4 separate regions of the Mus musculus genome follow, and all the other regions are linked to region 3. Evidence: chromatin contacts called from public Hi-C, HiChIP or PLAC-seq and promoter capture Hi-C data. All regions are on one chromosome and are shown on one strand. The core of a region is the stretch at or near the end of the contact, and the rest is flanking DNA. Distances in the headings are between cores, read along the strand shown. Region 1 has its middle 58 kb from the start of Gm38863. Region 2 overlaps Gm38863 (a long non-coding RNA gene). Region 3 holds the start of Adamts9 (a disintegrin-like and metallopeptidase (reprolysin type) with thrombospondin type 1 motif, 9). Region 4 has its middle 60 kb from the start of Gm25094.

What was found. Promoter capture Hi-C pulls out the DNA fragments that hold promoters and counts their contacts. Hi-C and Micro-C count contacts between places; a contact is called where the count stands out from the background. HiChIP or PLAC-seq counts read pairs in DNA pulled down with a chosen protein or histone mark.
Region 1: a contact with region 3 is called in an H3K27ac HiChIP or PLAC-seq map of oligodendrocyte precursor cells, with 12 times the contacts expected there. The contact joins the enhancer-like site here to the promoter of Adamts9 in region 3. A contact is called at or near these places in 6 of 39 promoter capture datasets (3T3-L1-derived adipocytes, the C10 cell line, cranial neural crest and 3 more), 1 of 15 datasets of contacts at CTCF or cohesin (the NIH/3T3 cell line), 3 of 484 Hi-C or Micro-C datasets (cerebral cortex, cortical neurons and embryonic fibroblasts), 21 of 115 datasets of contacts at active chromatin or transcription factors (the NIH/3T3 cell line, craniofacial prominence, differentiating embryonic stem cells and 13 more) and 2 of 9 other capture datasets (adipose tissue and embryonic stem cells).
Region 2: a Hi-C map of uterus shows a contact between it and region 3, with 5 times the contacts expected there. The contact joins the enhancer-like site here to the promoter of Adamts9 in region 3. A contact is called at or near these places in 9 of 39 promoter capture datasets (cranial neural crest, embryonic stem cells, hematopoietic stem and progenitor cells and 3 more), 1 of 15 datasets of contacts at CTCF or cohesin (the NIH/3T3 cell line), 5 of 484 Hi-C or Micro-C datasets (cortical neurons, growing oocytes, stem cell-derived neural progenitor cells and 1 more), 12 of 115 datasets of contacts at active chromatin or transcription factors (differentiating embryonic stem cells, embryonic forebrain, embryonic limb bud and 8 more) and 1 of 9 other capture datasets (adipose tissue).
Region 4: a promoter capture Hi-C map of hippocampal neurons shows a contact between it and region 3, with 5 times the contacts expected there. The contact joins the enhancer-like site here to the promoter of Adamts9 in region 3. A contact is called at or near these places in 14 of 39 promoter capture datasets (the 3T3-L1 cell line, 3T3-L1-derived adipocytes, the C10 cell line and 8 more), 5 of 484 Hi-C or Micro-C datasets (nephron progenitors and uterus), 23 of 115 datasets of contacts at active chromatin or transcription factors (the NIH/3T3 cell line, astrocytes, craniofacial prominence and 13 more) and 1 of 9 other capture datasets (embryonic stem cells).

What each region holds. Positions count from the first base shown.
Region 1 is chr6:93,250,759-93,254,154 of GRCm38.p6, forward strand. No RefSeq gene overlaps it. Among named protein-coding and RNA genes, the nearest start is that of Gm38863, 58 kb to the left of the region's middle. Within about 2 kb of position 1,998, at least 10 of the 459 cell types and tissues checked have an H3K27ac peak or open chromatin away from gene starts, as enhancers often do. A contact at or near this core is called in oligodendrocyte precursor cells and stem cell-derived neural progenitor cells, where this site is marked.
Region 2 is chr6:93,216,915-93,220,089 of GRCm38.p6, forward strand. All of the region lies in intron 3 of Gm38863 (a long non-coding RNA gene), which reads left to right. Among named protein-coding and RNA genes, the nearest start is that of Gm38863, 24 kb to the left of the region's middle. Within about 2 kb of position 1,292, at least 28 of the 459 cell types and tissues checked have an H3K27ac peak or open chromatin away from gene starts, as enhancers often do. A contact at or near this core is called in forebrain and uterus, where this site is marked.
Region 3 is chr6:92,942,171-92,945,517 of GRCm38.p6, forward strand. Adamts9 (a disintegrin-like and metallopeptidase (reprolysin type) with thrombospondin type 1 motif, 9) reads right to left here and starts at 1,364. Exons shown (of 40, transcript NM_175314.4): 1 at 871-1,364; 2 at 1-277. The coding sequence starts at 985. All of the region lies in intron 1 of 9530026P05Rik (RIKEN cDNA 9530026P05 gene), which reads left to right.
Region 4 is chr6:93,393,988-93,397,407 of GRCm38.p6, forward strand. No RefSeq gene overlaps it. Among named protein-coding and RNA genes, the nearest start is that of Gm25094, 60 kb to the left of the region's middle. Within about 2 kb of position 1,409, at least 26 of the 459 cell types and tissues checked have an H3K27ac peak or open chromatin away from gene starts, as enhancers often do. A contact at or near this core is called in fibro-adipogenic progenitors, forebrain, hippocampal neurons and 1 more, where this site is marked.

The DNA of each region.
Region 1 (3,396 bases), core at 748-3,247, 310 kb after region 3:
AAGTTTTAGAACAGTCAAACATAGGCAGTGAAAGAGTTGGAAAATAGAAAGCTGGTGATAATCTAATAGAACAAGGGGACTATGATCCAACCCAGCTAGCAGAAGAACTCAGCAGCTTCAGCCATGTGGCCCTGGCTTTAAAGTCAAGAATAGAAGGAACTTCTGCGACAATTGATGCAGGAACAATTTTTTAGCTGGAGCTAAGAAAATTAGTGGTGATTAAGAAGAGACCAGCATCACTGAAGTGAAATCTTATGCAAAGAGTTTTCTGAATGCACAAAGAAGCTATGTTACAGAGACAGCCAAGGTTGTACCTTGTACTGCAGCTGAACTTGGTAATATGTAAGAATCACCCAGGTGGTACTGAGTTTGAAGGTATGAAGGGGTCAGGGAGAGCAGCTGAAGCTTGGCACCATAAAAGGCTATGGAAGGCCATTGGTGAAGGTACAGCCTCAGTTGTAGTTGATGGTCCAGGACTGAAGGGGCCATGCAAAAAGTTGAGGCTTGCTACAATGAAGGGAGCCTATGAGAGGCTATTAGTAAGGCTTAGTTGCAGTGGAAGACCCAAGCAAATTGGAGATGTCAGTACTATGGGATGACCATCAAGAACTTTAGCAGCAATGTAGTAGAATCAACCAGAGCCTAGAGTACTACAGAAGGCAGACCTGGAAAAGTGACCCAAGCCCTTTGGAGGAGTCCAGAAGATCATGTGGGAATCTCAGAAATTGTAGCAAGAAGCTTTAACATTGAAGTTGCTTTAGAGACTCTAAATTGTTTATTATGCCAGAGTCCTGGGATACCTGCTGAGTTAAGCTGCTAACAGCCAAAGAGAATTATGCTGCAGTCAACAAAGGAGAAAGGAATTGGACAACAGACATGGATATACAGAGTTTGGAGTTTGTCCCATTGAATTTTGGTCTTGTTTGGTCCAGTATTACCTTACTATGATGTTTCAGAATGGTCATATATATCTTTTGATGTTAGAGGTATGTGATCTGCTTTTCAATTTTGACTTTTAGGGGATTACAGTTAAGTGATTAGATGAATCTCATAAGAGACTTTGAACATTGGACTTTTAACATTGTTGGGACTGTTATAGACTTTTGAAGTTGGATTAATGTATTTTGTAGATATGGCCCCCATAAACTTACATATTTGAACAAGTCTATGAGGGCCAGGGAGTAGAATGTAGTGGTTTGAAGGTTTGAATATGCTTGGCCCAGGGAATGGCACAATTAGGAGGGGTGACCTTGTTGGAGTGGGTGTGGTCTTGGAAATAGTGTATCACTGTGAGTGTGGGTTTTGAGACCTTCTTCCTAGCTGCCTGGAAGATAGTCTTCTCCTGTTTGCCTTTGGAACTCTCAGGTCCTCTAATACAATTCCTGCCTGTCTACTACTATGCTTCTCATGATGATGATAATAAACTGAACCTCAGAACCTGCAAACTAGCGCCAATTAAATGTTTTCCTTTATAAGAGTTGCCTTGGTCATGGTGTCTATTCACAGCAATGAAAACCCTAAGACACCACATACAGCAAACACCAAGAAAAGCTCAGACTGAGGGGATGAGTGTTTGCCTAGCACAAGTACAGCCCTAGGTTCAACATCCCCACCCCAAGCAACATAGCAATAGCAGCAACAGCAGACACGGACTGAAGTCCAAATCCCAGAGGCCAGGAAGATGCAGCAATGGATGTGGATCAGTCCTTCTGAGTCCAGTGCTCGTATTGTGGACAGTGGCCACTGACTGGGGCAGTAAGAAAGCCTTTGTTTCCTCCCACCATTTGCATAGTTGGAATCTCACTTGCATTGTATGTAGGCTAGAGAAAAATGATGCTGTTTGTTTGGATTTTGCTTTTTCTGTGGAATATCTACTAGGAAGCAATGTGCTTTTGTGTGTCAAACATTAGAAAGGACCCACTTCCTCTTCTCCAGTGGATCTGGGCAGGAATCAACCACTCCATTGATTCCCAGCTGCTCTCCCTTCCCAGCTGGGTACGAAGTGTGTGAATGCTACAGAGAAGCAGTGTTTTCCTCACAAAGAACTTTCTTTCCCAGCGTGTGTCTTACAGCACCATGCCTCTAAATGTGAGGTTTCCCCTGGGTCATTCATATGACAGGAAGCCATCGAAGAGCACAGAAGCACCCAGCTGATGCCCAAGAGCCCAGTGATTCAACACATCACCATTACCTGTAAAGAGGTAGAATAACATTTTTCCCCCAAACTTCATCAAATTCACTCACAAATTTCAATATATCAGGTCATTAGAAACAAAATTAAATAAGATTTCATTGTGATAGCTAAGATGTTCCTTACAGATTAAATAATAAATCAGAAAGAAGGAAAGTATTCCAAACTAAAAAAAGAAAGAAAGAAAGAAAGAAAGAAAGAAAGAAAGGAAGGAAGGAAGGAAGGAAGGAAGAAAGAAAGAAAGAAAGACTAAACAAATGATCCCCATGCATCCTAGACAGATGGAAATCTCTCTTCAAGTAATTAACTCCCTGCGTGTGAGTTATCTTCTCTGCCTCCTAAAGCATATTCTAAGATTGCCAGTTCTGTGATGAGAGCCTTCAGCCTACTCGGCCAAACAACGTAGTTATTTTCATAAATATTTTTTTTTCTTCAGACAGGGCTCCTCATGATTCAAGCTTGTTTCCAGATAAGAAGTCACGGTGCAAGCAATTCTAAGATCAAAGCCTTCTCTCATGCACATTCATATCTTAGCAGATAAACCCAAAAGTGACAAGCTGGGAGAGCCCCACTCCGCGTCCAGAACCTTACCTAACCTCTCATAAAATGTTCACCTTGCCTACGACTGGCTCGGGGAGGGCAGCCGAGTACACAACTGCTTTCAAGAAGTATAGGAGCTTCATCTTAAACCTCAGGAGACATAAGGTGGCTGCGTTTTCCTAGTCACACAGTGTGTTCCTGGAAGGGAAAACAGGCATCATGAATCACTATGTTGTTTTACTATTTTTTTTTAAAAAAGGCATTTATAATTTCCCTTTTGCAAATTAACCAAGCCTACGTTAACCATTACAAGAGTGACATCAAAAACGTCTGAGAAAAGACATCAGAGGCCCTCTTGGCCACCATATGGTAGCTCTGAGGAGCCGATTCTACCTCCATCGATTCTCCACAGTAATCTCCCACCCTCCCACATCTAGGTTCCAGCAGCAAAACAAAAGCCCTCCATCAGTCTTGGAACCGGGCCATTGCACATGGCTGTGTGCTAGCCACAGAGCACTTCTCTCGCAGACTTGAAACCCTTGATCATCCCTATTGAGGAGCCCCACCGTTTACTTTTTCTGTGAGGTTCACCAACTGCAGTGAGATTTCAGTAGCTTGTAAGTCAAGTAAGATGAAGCTTTGAAAGTTAATTCAGGCCAACTGCT
Region 2 (3,175 bases), core at 42-2,541, 270 kb after region 3:
ACTGGCATTTCACTTCTTACTAGTACAGTGATGAAAGGGACAGTTTAGCACTGCCCCCGGGAAATACAACTGAAATCTTCTAATAGCTATAGGTTTTAGAGGAAGAAGCTGCCAAAATTAATTACAATATTCTACTTTATTTAATCTAATGCATGGAATTATCATTATACTGCAATCAATGGAAAGAACATTAGTGGCACAGTTTAACAACCTCATCCTCATTGTCACACAGGTGGACCATGCTTAATGAAAACTTGGAAATCTGAAATCTTCCAACACCAAAAAATTTTGAGGATCAGGTTAGTTCTGAGGATGTTCAGATGTTCAGATTAAGTGTGCTTAATTGGTAAAGTCTGTGCAAATGTACCTGAACCCGAAAAACCTGGAAATCTGAGCACTACTGGTCCTGAGCATTTCGTGCGAGGGATACCCAACTGGGATTAAGCCTTTCAACTCTAGTATGTATTTTGTAGTTATAGAATATTTCAATTTGACTAACCATAGTTCAAGTGCTCAGTAGCAATGCATGACTAACATACTGGAGAGCATAGCTATATTTTAAAAATTCCAGTCCTGATGCCTCTACTAACTAGTGCTTTGATCCTGAATGTAGACACAATCATGTTGTATTAAGAAGAAAATTTAACAGGTTACTGAAGAGCAGTAAGTAATAATTATTAGGAGGCTGGGGAGGAGTGGCCATATGGCTTATCAGGAGGGGCCTCTTTGAGGAGGTGATGAGCTATTTACCCAGGAGCTAAAAAACAAGGTGGTAAAACCACATTACAACCTGAGGCTAGAAGAGCCCTGTTGTTTTCCAGAATGAGAACAAAGAAGCCAGGAATCTGGTGATAGGAGACCCTGGTACGCAACCCATCACATCATCTTCTGAGATCAATGCTGGGAAGAACCGCAACAGCTGTTCAGTAAACTGCATATTTTCTCAAATAGTCCCTGCATCTGTTTCTTCTGCCTTGAGAGAAGTCAAGGAGAGAAAACAAACTTTATTGAGAGAAGGTGACAACTTTAAAAAAAAAAAAAAAAAAAAGGCAAGGTGATTTCAGGCAGCTCTGGCCTTAGAATATGTAGGTACAGGTAACCCAACTGATCTTGCTCATGAATGTACAGGTAGGTGGGGGTTGAGGACAGTATTGAGCTTGTGAGGTCCTTTAGAGACACACGCTGAGCAGTGTGCATTTTGCTGCTGCCAAATTTTCCAGACTTAAGGCTGGGCCCACTGCTGGCTGCCTCCCTGCACTCCCTTGCCTGTTTCTCTTTGAAAGCAAATTGCTCTGCAGGCTATTTATGGCATGTCTCAGGCAGCTGCTGCCTTGGCAGCTTCTAGAAGAGTGTAGGGTTTGCCTGGCAGGTAAGAAACCACAAAGGTTAGCTCCTTTATTGCTTTAGAGGAAGAAGTTCTGGCCATTTGGGAGTTTGTGCTCAACCCAACCTCTTCAAACCAGTTCCACAGAACAGTTGATACATATCCTTGAGCCCACGCAGCACTGAAGCAGCACTGCCTTCTCCCTTGATAGTTCTGTTCTGAGCTGAATGGGAACAGTTTAGTCTAGAGAGCATGACCAGTGACAACCCACGAACCTCTGACAGGCAGCAAACTCAAGCAAGGGCAAGAATTTGACTACAGCGGTGAAGACCCTGACTTCACACTCCTATATGGATTTTCTACACCATTTCCAAGTCTGCTCAAGGAACGACAGATAATAATGAAGAAAAAAGACAAGAGTTTATAGAGTGCACCAGTGGGTTCAGAATGCAGAGACCGGGAAAGAAGAGTTTGGAGGGGCCCCTGCAGAGCCAGCTGCTAAATTCATTAATAAACGTATTTAGGAGAGCATTTAGAAATGCTGAATCATAAAATCCAAACAAGAATTTGAGCACAACACAGAAGGCAAACCCAGATCCTATTGTTAATCCTCAAAAAGTCACATTTCGGCCTGAAGCGGTAACTGGGGGTTAACTTCAAGAGCATCTCATGAGGAGTACAGGTAGCCCACAGGGGCCCTGACACCCTTTCTTCCCCAACCCCTCCCAGCATGTGCCCATGATTTCTTTGTGAATCACAGCACCAGCTAACTTATCAAGCTTTCTCCTGTATTACCATCCTTGGCTATTTATGCTCTCCTGGTCATATATGTGAGTACTCGCCATTCACTCCTTCTCTTGGTGTCTGACATCCTATGAGAATATCTTGACTGTAAGTGTTGTGTAACACACTAGTCACTTATGATCTTAGCAGCTTAAAATAAAACAATTTCTGGCCTAACATTTCCCAAGGGTCAGGAAGCCAGGCACAGCTTACCTGAGTCGTTTGTACTGGGATGTCAATCAAGCTACGAGGAGGCTCTGCCTCTAGCTGTGATTCTTCCAGCTAAGGCTGAGGCAGTTTCTTGAGGGTGGTTGGATGGCTCAGTTCCTTATCCTGAGGACCTCTCTACAGGGAGCGACATTAGAGTGAGCATGGAGAAGTAGGGGGTGTTAGCACGTTGAGGACAGGGAAGCAGCGTCTGCAGGATTGTCATTTCAGTCTTCTGTAGCACAGTCAAGGAAGACTCATCACTTTAGCCATATTCTTTTTGTGAAAAGGAAGTATTCAGTACAGCCCACTTTCACAAGGAGAGGGTTATTCAAGGGTATGGACACCAGGATGTGAAGTCCATTGACCACAGTCTTGGAAATTACTCCCCATATAAATTATGTGTGGTGTCTAGTGAGCACCATTTCTACTACCTCTAAATGCCTCAGCAAGGACTGGCCATGCTGAACTTCATATTTTCCTGTACTCTCACCTCTTACACTCACTCAAAGAAGGAACACTTATTACAACAGCTGATAGAAGAAACTGACAGTCTCTCGTATAATCTGTATCCTCACATTTTTTTTTCACAGCAAAGCAGCCAGGGTGGGTCCTGAAAATCAGACCTGATCATGACACCCGATTTTCTTGTGGCTCATGCTGTGTTTCACCTGTCTTATCCCGGTACGGAAGTCGTGTGTACCAGCCTAGCTTCCCCTGTCAAGTCTCATTGTTTTCACATTGCTTATTGTTGACTATGAGTCGTTGGCCATGTGTATGCTCTGGGTGTTCTTCAAGCAAGCCATTTTCTCTCCCATCTTCCTCTCAAATACTGTCTATCCTCTTCAAGCCTCATCACGC
Region 3 (3,347 bases), core at 114-2,613:
TCTCCAAGGAGGGTGACAGTGAACAGTGGAGCGATAAATCCGGTATGGGCGGTGAGATTAAATAGAAACTGCTGGCCGAAGGCTGAGAGGCGGTAGTGCTCCTGGGAAGAGGTAGAGGAAGACGAAGAGGAGGCGAAGGCAGGCCAGGGGTCAGAGGCAGAGTTAATGCTTCGCCGCCTTCTTTTGAAGTGCACGTTCGTGGGAAAGGGTTCCCCGAGGGGGTTCACTCGGATGGGAGACGCGATCTCATATTCGCTCAGACTCTCTAATAATTTCACTGCAGGGAGAAACAGAGGCAAGTGAGCTAATCAGTCATTTCCCCCGAAAGCTTTAATTTAAAAAGAAGATGGGGGGCTTTGTCCTAATTTATTTCGCAGCCACTTCGAGTCAATTCCTTCACGCTCCACCACTGGATAAATATTTGTTGAGCGCCTACTGTAATAGTAACAGCCGAGAACTAGGTGAGGGGCCGAGACTACAGCATTTGAAGTCAGACAATGAACAAATATAAAAACATAAAATAATTACAGATTCTGATAAATATCCTAAATAAAATAAAATGTGTGCTATCTGGTGATCCAAGCTATTAATTAGGACTGGTTTGGGTCAAGGGATAAGGAGGGTAAAAAAAGTCAGGTAAAAAGGACTGGGGGTGGGGGTGGCCCTAAAATTCTTGCAGTGCTTCCTTCCCTAATAGTTGACTAAGGATGACCCAGAGAAGGGAGAGGTTCCGAAAGGAGAGGTAATTCTTTCTAGGAAAAGGAGAGAGGCCTCTACTGCGGGGTGCCCGCCCCAGAGCGTGTTCAAGAAGGTGGCGATGGAGTGTGTGGGGGCGTGGGGGGGGGGCTTCAGGGTTCAGAGCCATGTTACCTTGCCTCGGGTGCAGCCTGTCCTTGCGCACGGCCGCCGCGGAGTCAGGGCTCCTCATCTCAACCAGGTCCGGCACCAGGAGCGTTAGCAGTGTGGCCCAGGATACTAACTGCATGGTGCTCCTCACCCCTCCCCCCGCTTCTCCCACCCCCTCCCTCCTGCCGGCTTTGGTGGCTGGCGGCGACGCGAGGCAGCAGCCTTGGAGAGCGCGCGGAACCCCGGCGCCCTGCCGCCAACTTTTTGACTTTAGGAGTCGCTGAGGTCCTGCAGAGAGGGTCCCGTCTGCGCTCCGCTGAGCAACGCTGCCGCCTGCCGTGAGCTGAGGCGCTCGGGCCGCAGGAGGAGGAGAAGGAGGCGGAGGACTAGGGCTCGGCGGCTCGGCCGCATAATGTCCAGCCTGCGGGCAGGAGAAGGCGCGGAACGTGCGCTCCGAGGCGCGCCGGGCGCCCTTTGCTGGCTGAGTTAGCCGAGCCGCTTCTTGAATGGGGGGCCAGGGGGCGGGGGCCCCCGCGGGCGCTCAAATACCCTAGGTGCACGCCTCCAGGAGGAGGAGAGGGGAGGAGAAAACGGGGCAGGCGGCCCGCCTCCTTGTAGATCCTGTCCCCTCCTCGGCCGCGGGTGCCAGGACTCACCGCTTTAGGCCCCTCCAGCTGCCGGAGGCGGAGGCCAGAGGCGCCGGCAGTGCCGGAGCAATCGGTGGCCGTCCGCGTCACCTCCCCGAGGTGGGGTTAGCAGAGATTCCCTGAGAAGGAGGGAGAGCAGAGAAAGTTCTCTCTCTCTGAGGTGGCGCTCAGCCACCCACTCCGATTCCCCTTTCCTACTTTGGTCTCCGGTTTGGAATCTCTCTCTCGCCAGGTCTTGGTGTAGGTCTCTTTGGGCCCATGTCCCTTTTCTCTGATGGTCTCTTCCTTCTCCGCTTTCTACTGAGCCATCTCCACTTCTCCGTATCTGCCTGTCCTCTTCATTCTGCCCCCGTCTCTTTCCATCACCCAACTTGGCATTCCTTACAAGAGGAAAAAAAAAAAAAAAAGTAGCCTTGCGCCGTCCTAGTCCTACACTTGATCACTATGAACCAGATTTGTCACCTGAGCTCCACTCTACTTAATTGCCCCAAGTCAAGAGTTTTAAAGGCAGGGATCTATTTCAGTCCAGTAGTTCTAGTTGTGTTTCTGATCCGCAGTTCTCTGAAAGTTTCGCAACTGTTTAAACCCGGGTCTTCCCGGGACCTCTGTCCCTGTGGCGAGAGCTCTACAGGTTTCTGTAGCCCCCCCCCCCCCAAAAAAAGGTTAAGACGCTTACTGTGCGGTTAGAGAGGGTGGGGACTTGGAAGCCCCCAACTCTGCCCGACATTTGAGGGGAAGGGAGTAGGGAAGGACTGTGAGGCCATAGGTCCCGGGGAAGGCACTCGAACCTCCAGGGATTTCCAGTCACTTCCGCTTGCTCTCAGAATTAGAGAGGATGCAAGCAGGGAAGTGGCTCCAAGCAGATAGTTCAAGTTATCCATCATCTCCCTCGGGTTGAAGATAGACATTTGGAAGTCAGAACTCTAGAAAAGGAGAAAGGAACAGAGGGAGAAGGGGGAGGAAGTAAAGAGGGAAGATTGTTAAATCATGGATAGTTAAAAAAAGCACCTTTCTTCCTTAGCTCTCAGAGGAGAGGATGCGCCAATTCAAAGGGAAAGGAAAGGGCATTTTCAGTAACTGATATGACTAATAAAGTTATAATCGCCCAAGTTTCCTAGAACCGGAGTTCTCTGCTGCTTGGCCAGCCACTCAGAACTGAGAATATCAAAGTGCCAGTAGAGACCAGCCAACAGTGTGCTGGGAGTGCCACCCATCCTGGAAACAATGATGTATACAGTTCTGATGATAGCGGAAAAATGACTTGGCAGGTCTGCCAGTTCCTAAAGATGTTGTTAATCCAATTGGTTAGGCACCACTGCCACTGTGAAGAGGCTGGGCATCCGGTATCCCTGTGCGGATGTGCACTGGAGATCTCGGAAATCTCGCTATTGAGGAGGTTGGAGAAATCTAGACCAGTCTAAAGCATACAGGAGACCCTGTCTTAATGTAAAAATAAAATAGCAAACAAAAGAACCAGCGAATTTTAAAAAGGGACTTTAAACCTTGAATCTTCCAAATAACTCACAAAAGTGAGTTTCTTCTAGCATGCCATCTTCCTCTTCATTAGGTGCTAAAGCTCCCTCTGAATTATTGTGCCTGGAAGTTGCCAGAAGCTGAGCATGGAAATCAGTCCACAAGAACTGACTTCAGTGGAGATGTAACAGCACCTCTACACAGTTACTCACCTGCCTAGCCCTTCTGAAAGTATCTTCTACCAGGGAACTCCTCAATCTTAATTCAGACACCTCCTGATCAGGAGATGCTAACTGCACAGGCATTACCACAGGAGAGGCTGAAGAGACAGCTCCTTGGTAAGGAACACTTACCTTTACAGAGACAGGTCCTGAGTTTGGT
Region 4 (3,420 bases), core at 159-2,658, 450 kb after region 3:
CTAGCAGTCTTGTCACTGTAGGTCTTGTGGTTAGGCCCAAACTATGTGTGTTGTTTTGTAAAAAAGATAAGGAGAGAGGGAATGTGTTTGGTGGATGTGCAGTCAGGTGTGGGGGGAGGGGTGCCTCTGCAGGCCCATGCTAAGGCATCCCTTCCTCCTGAGGGACCAGCCACAGTAGAATAGAGTTTATTCAGACCATGGGAGCAAAGTTGAGGAGTAGAGGCAGAGAAAGGCGGAGAGAGAAAGAGAGTAGAGGAGTAGAGGCCGGCCATGAGCACGTGGAGTGAGGGGGGGGCAGGGGAATGGGAAGAGAGGGGGAGGAGGATAAGGGAGAAAGAGCAGAAGAGCAAGAGAGAGAGGAGGGGGCGAGCAGCCCCTTTTATAGTGAGTCAGGCACACCTGTCTGTTGCCAGGTAACTGTGGGGCGGAGCCTAGACTAAATGCCAACAATGTGGATTTGCTCACCACCATTCTAACTCTATCCTCCAAGTAATATGGTCAGTGTCCTTGCCTTCAAGAAACTCACCCCAAGCAATGCAGCTAGGGAGTCTGCTCCCTCCATTATGAGCCCATGGAAGCCCCAGCTCTTCCATGAGAACATACCTCACAATTACAGTTACATTGCAATTTCACAATCATTCTTTACTACTGCTTCTCCTTGGCTTTGAGTACTGTATTTCAAGTTCTGAGCATCTGGCACACACAAACTCAGTATTTTTTAGCCAAATGCATAAATAAGATGAAGAAGAGCTAGGAGTTACGTAAGCTACCTTTATGACTTTGTGTGTAAGGGTCTCTTCTACCAAGCTAGCTCTTGCTGCTAAGTTGGTGTGCTCCCCCTCAGACCCCCTCACTCTTCATTATATGATCTCCAAGTGGAAAATTCATGTCATATGAAAATTTCTCAAAGTCAAGTGACTTAGAGAAGAACAAGAGAACGTTGGAGAGACAGGAGATGAGAGCAAAAGAAGGAAGCAGTAGAAAAGAAAGGGAAAGAGGGGTTAGCCATTTGGGAGAAAAGGAAAAGAGATGCAGAAGAGGCATGGTTTCCGAGGACTTGAAAGTACTCTGGTTTCCATGATTTTTCGGGCATTCTCAAGTCAGAATGATGAAACCCAAGAGAAAAGTCCCTGATTAAAACCTTCCTTTGGAAGAAGGAAAAGCTTATGTAATTTTTCTGGAGTGAATATCAAAAACCGTGGCATGCTAACAGCACGTTATAAATAGTACTGATTATAAATTGTTTTTACAAAGATGAACAGAGCACAAGAATTCTTGCTGGCAATTCTCAAACTAGTAATAATTTTGATTTCAAACTAATTATCTGGGGGGTGGAGGGGATAGAGTGCTCCAGAGGACATTTAAAATCGTTAGAAACCAGTGTACTACCACTGCTCTAACAACCCCTGTGATGTCACTTGCTTTGAACAATATGAAGACCAGCTGTAAGCAATAGAGAATGAAGGCTAATGACTAACCGTTCGCATGCAAACCCCCAGCCTGTTGAGGAGGACTTCTTGGGCAGCACCAGATTGTTAAGCTAAATTATTAGCTTATTTTAATTGCAAGTGTGAAAAGACGGCATTATGCAGGGTGGCACTCAGCCAAGGGCTTCGAAGCTGAGAGAACTTCAACTCAGGGAACTGCACAGTGCCAAAGCTTTGAAGTACACTTTGCAGATAAGGTGACGGTGAATCCTCTGTAGTTTCAGGAGCTACATTCAAAACCTACTTAGCTATATTCAGAAAGCGTCCACATTGGGAACATTTGAATTATGCTTGGGCTCTTTTTTTTAATATGTCAGTTATTGAAGATAATATATTTTTTTCAATATCCCTTTCTGACAGAAGATGAGTATCATTAATGTTTCAACCTCCTGACTTGTGTTGTTGTTTCCTGGGTTCTATCCGCACTACATCGACAATCTTAAAATGTGGGCTCTCTCCTTAGCAAATGCTTCATTCACTCTAGAGAGAGGAAGTCCGACCAGTCTGCCTTGACAGAATCTCTAGGCCAAGCCCAGTAAGTTTTCTGACCTAATTAAGATATTTTGCCAAAACAGGCAAAAGCCAGACTCTGTGAAACAGCAGAAGATTTCAATGAACTGGAGTCAGGCAGGATTCTGAACGTGAGCACATTGAACCCTGGCTCACAAAGAACAATTCCGCAAAGAGGAGCTGGTTCATAAATCAACCCAGAGTCTCCGTTCCTCGGCCTCGGCCTCATGTGCAGTCTGGCACCTAATCCCCTTGCTTTCCTTCTAAGATACACTGCATATCAGCACATTTCTAAGATTCAAACTCCTACAGTGGTTTCTGCCCTTGATTTCTTTAACGCCATCTTACAGGCCCTTCTGTAACACACTCAATAGTCACGGCTTGCTCTGTCTGGTCCAGGGTTTAGAATAGGAATACAAGAGGATGAAGATGACAGCGGACAGGCCTCACCTCCTCCACTCCTGCAGCTCAGAAGCGAAAAGAGAACAATACTTAATTGTCTAGTAAACAAGTGAACAATGAAAAATAATAAACAACATAAACCAGGAACGAATTACAGCTGCTAGCCACTCACAACCTATCTGTGGAGACTCCTCCAGGGGAAGGCAGGAGGACCACTGCCCACTCCTATCCTGGACTGCAGCCAGCTCTATGCTAACACGTTAGCAAAGTGCATTTTACAATTATTAATCTTAGTCCTCCTACCTTCGGTGAAATAAATGAATCTAAATGTTTTCTAGAAAAATGAGAGATGGTAAATGATTCTCTCAATTTTCTTTCAATGAAAATTTCCTGAATCCAAAAGGGTAGAAGCCAAATGGCAGCCAACACTCTGCCTTTCGTAAGAGAAATAATAGTGTAACCATGACAGGCTCTCTACTCTCCTTCCTACCTTCCCATTGAGCCAAGGGAAGCCACTGTTACCCTATCAAGAATCTGAGATGCCTGTGGTTGCTTCCACCTGGGCGCTTAACCGCCCTTTCTCTTTTCTGGCCTTGCCTTTCACTCTGACATAGATATCTCTCTCCGATCTGCAAAACCTCCTTGCAGGAGTCTAAATGGAAATCTGTTTTGATCTACAGCCCAGTCGAAGGTGAGATCTGTATTTCAGCTTCCAGTGCAGGCTGCCTCCCTGTTGACATTAATCTTCTGACTTTTCCAGGTCTAGACAATAGAGGTTGGGGAGTGTTAATCTTCACATTCACCAGACACCAGGTCATCAATCTGCCTGGGGGGCAGAGAGACTCGTGGTGTTTTCTATTTGCTCCCGAGGAGACTCTGGGTTCTGTTTGATCCTCCATTGTCTTTTCTCTGAAAGATTGAATTACCCTTAATGTTGACGTGTCCTTCCTCCAGAGCGGCTCATATCTCACAAAGCTGAAGATGGCAAAAACACCTTTGGCTGCTCTAGGAATAAATGCTC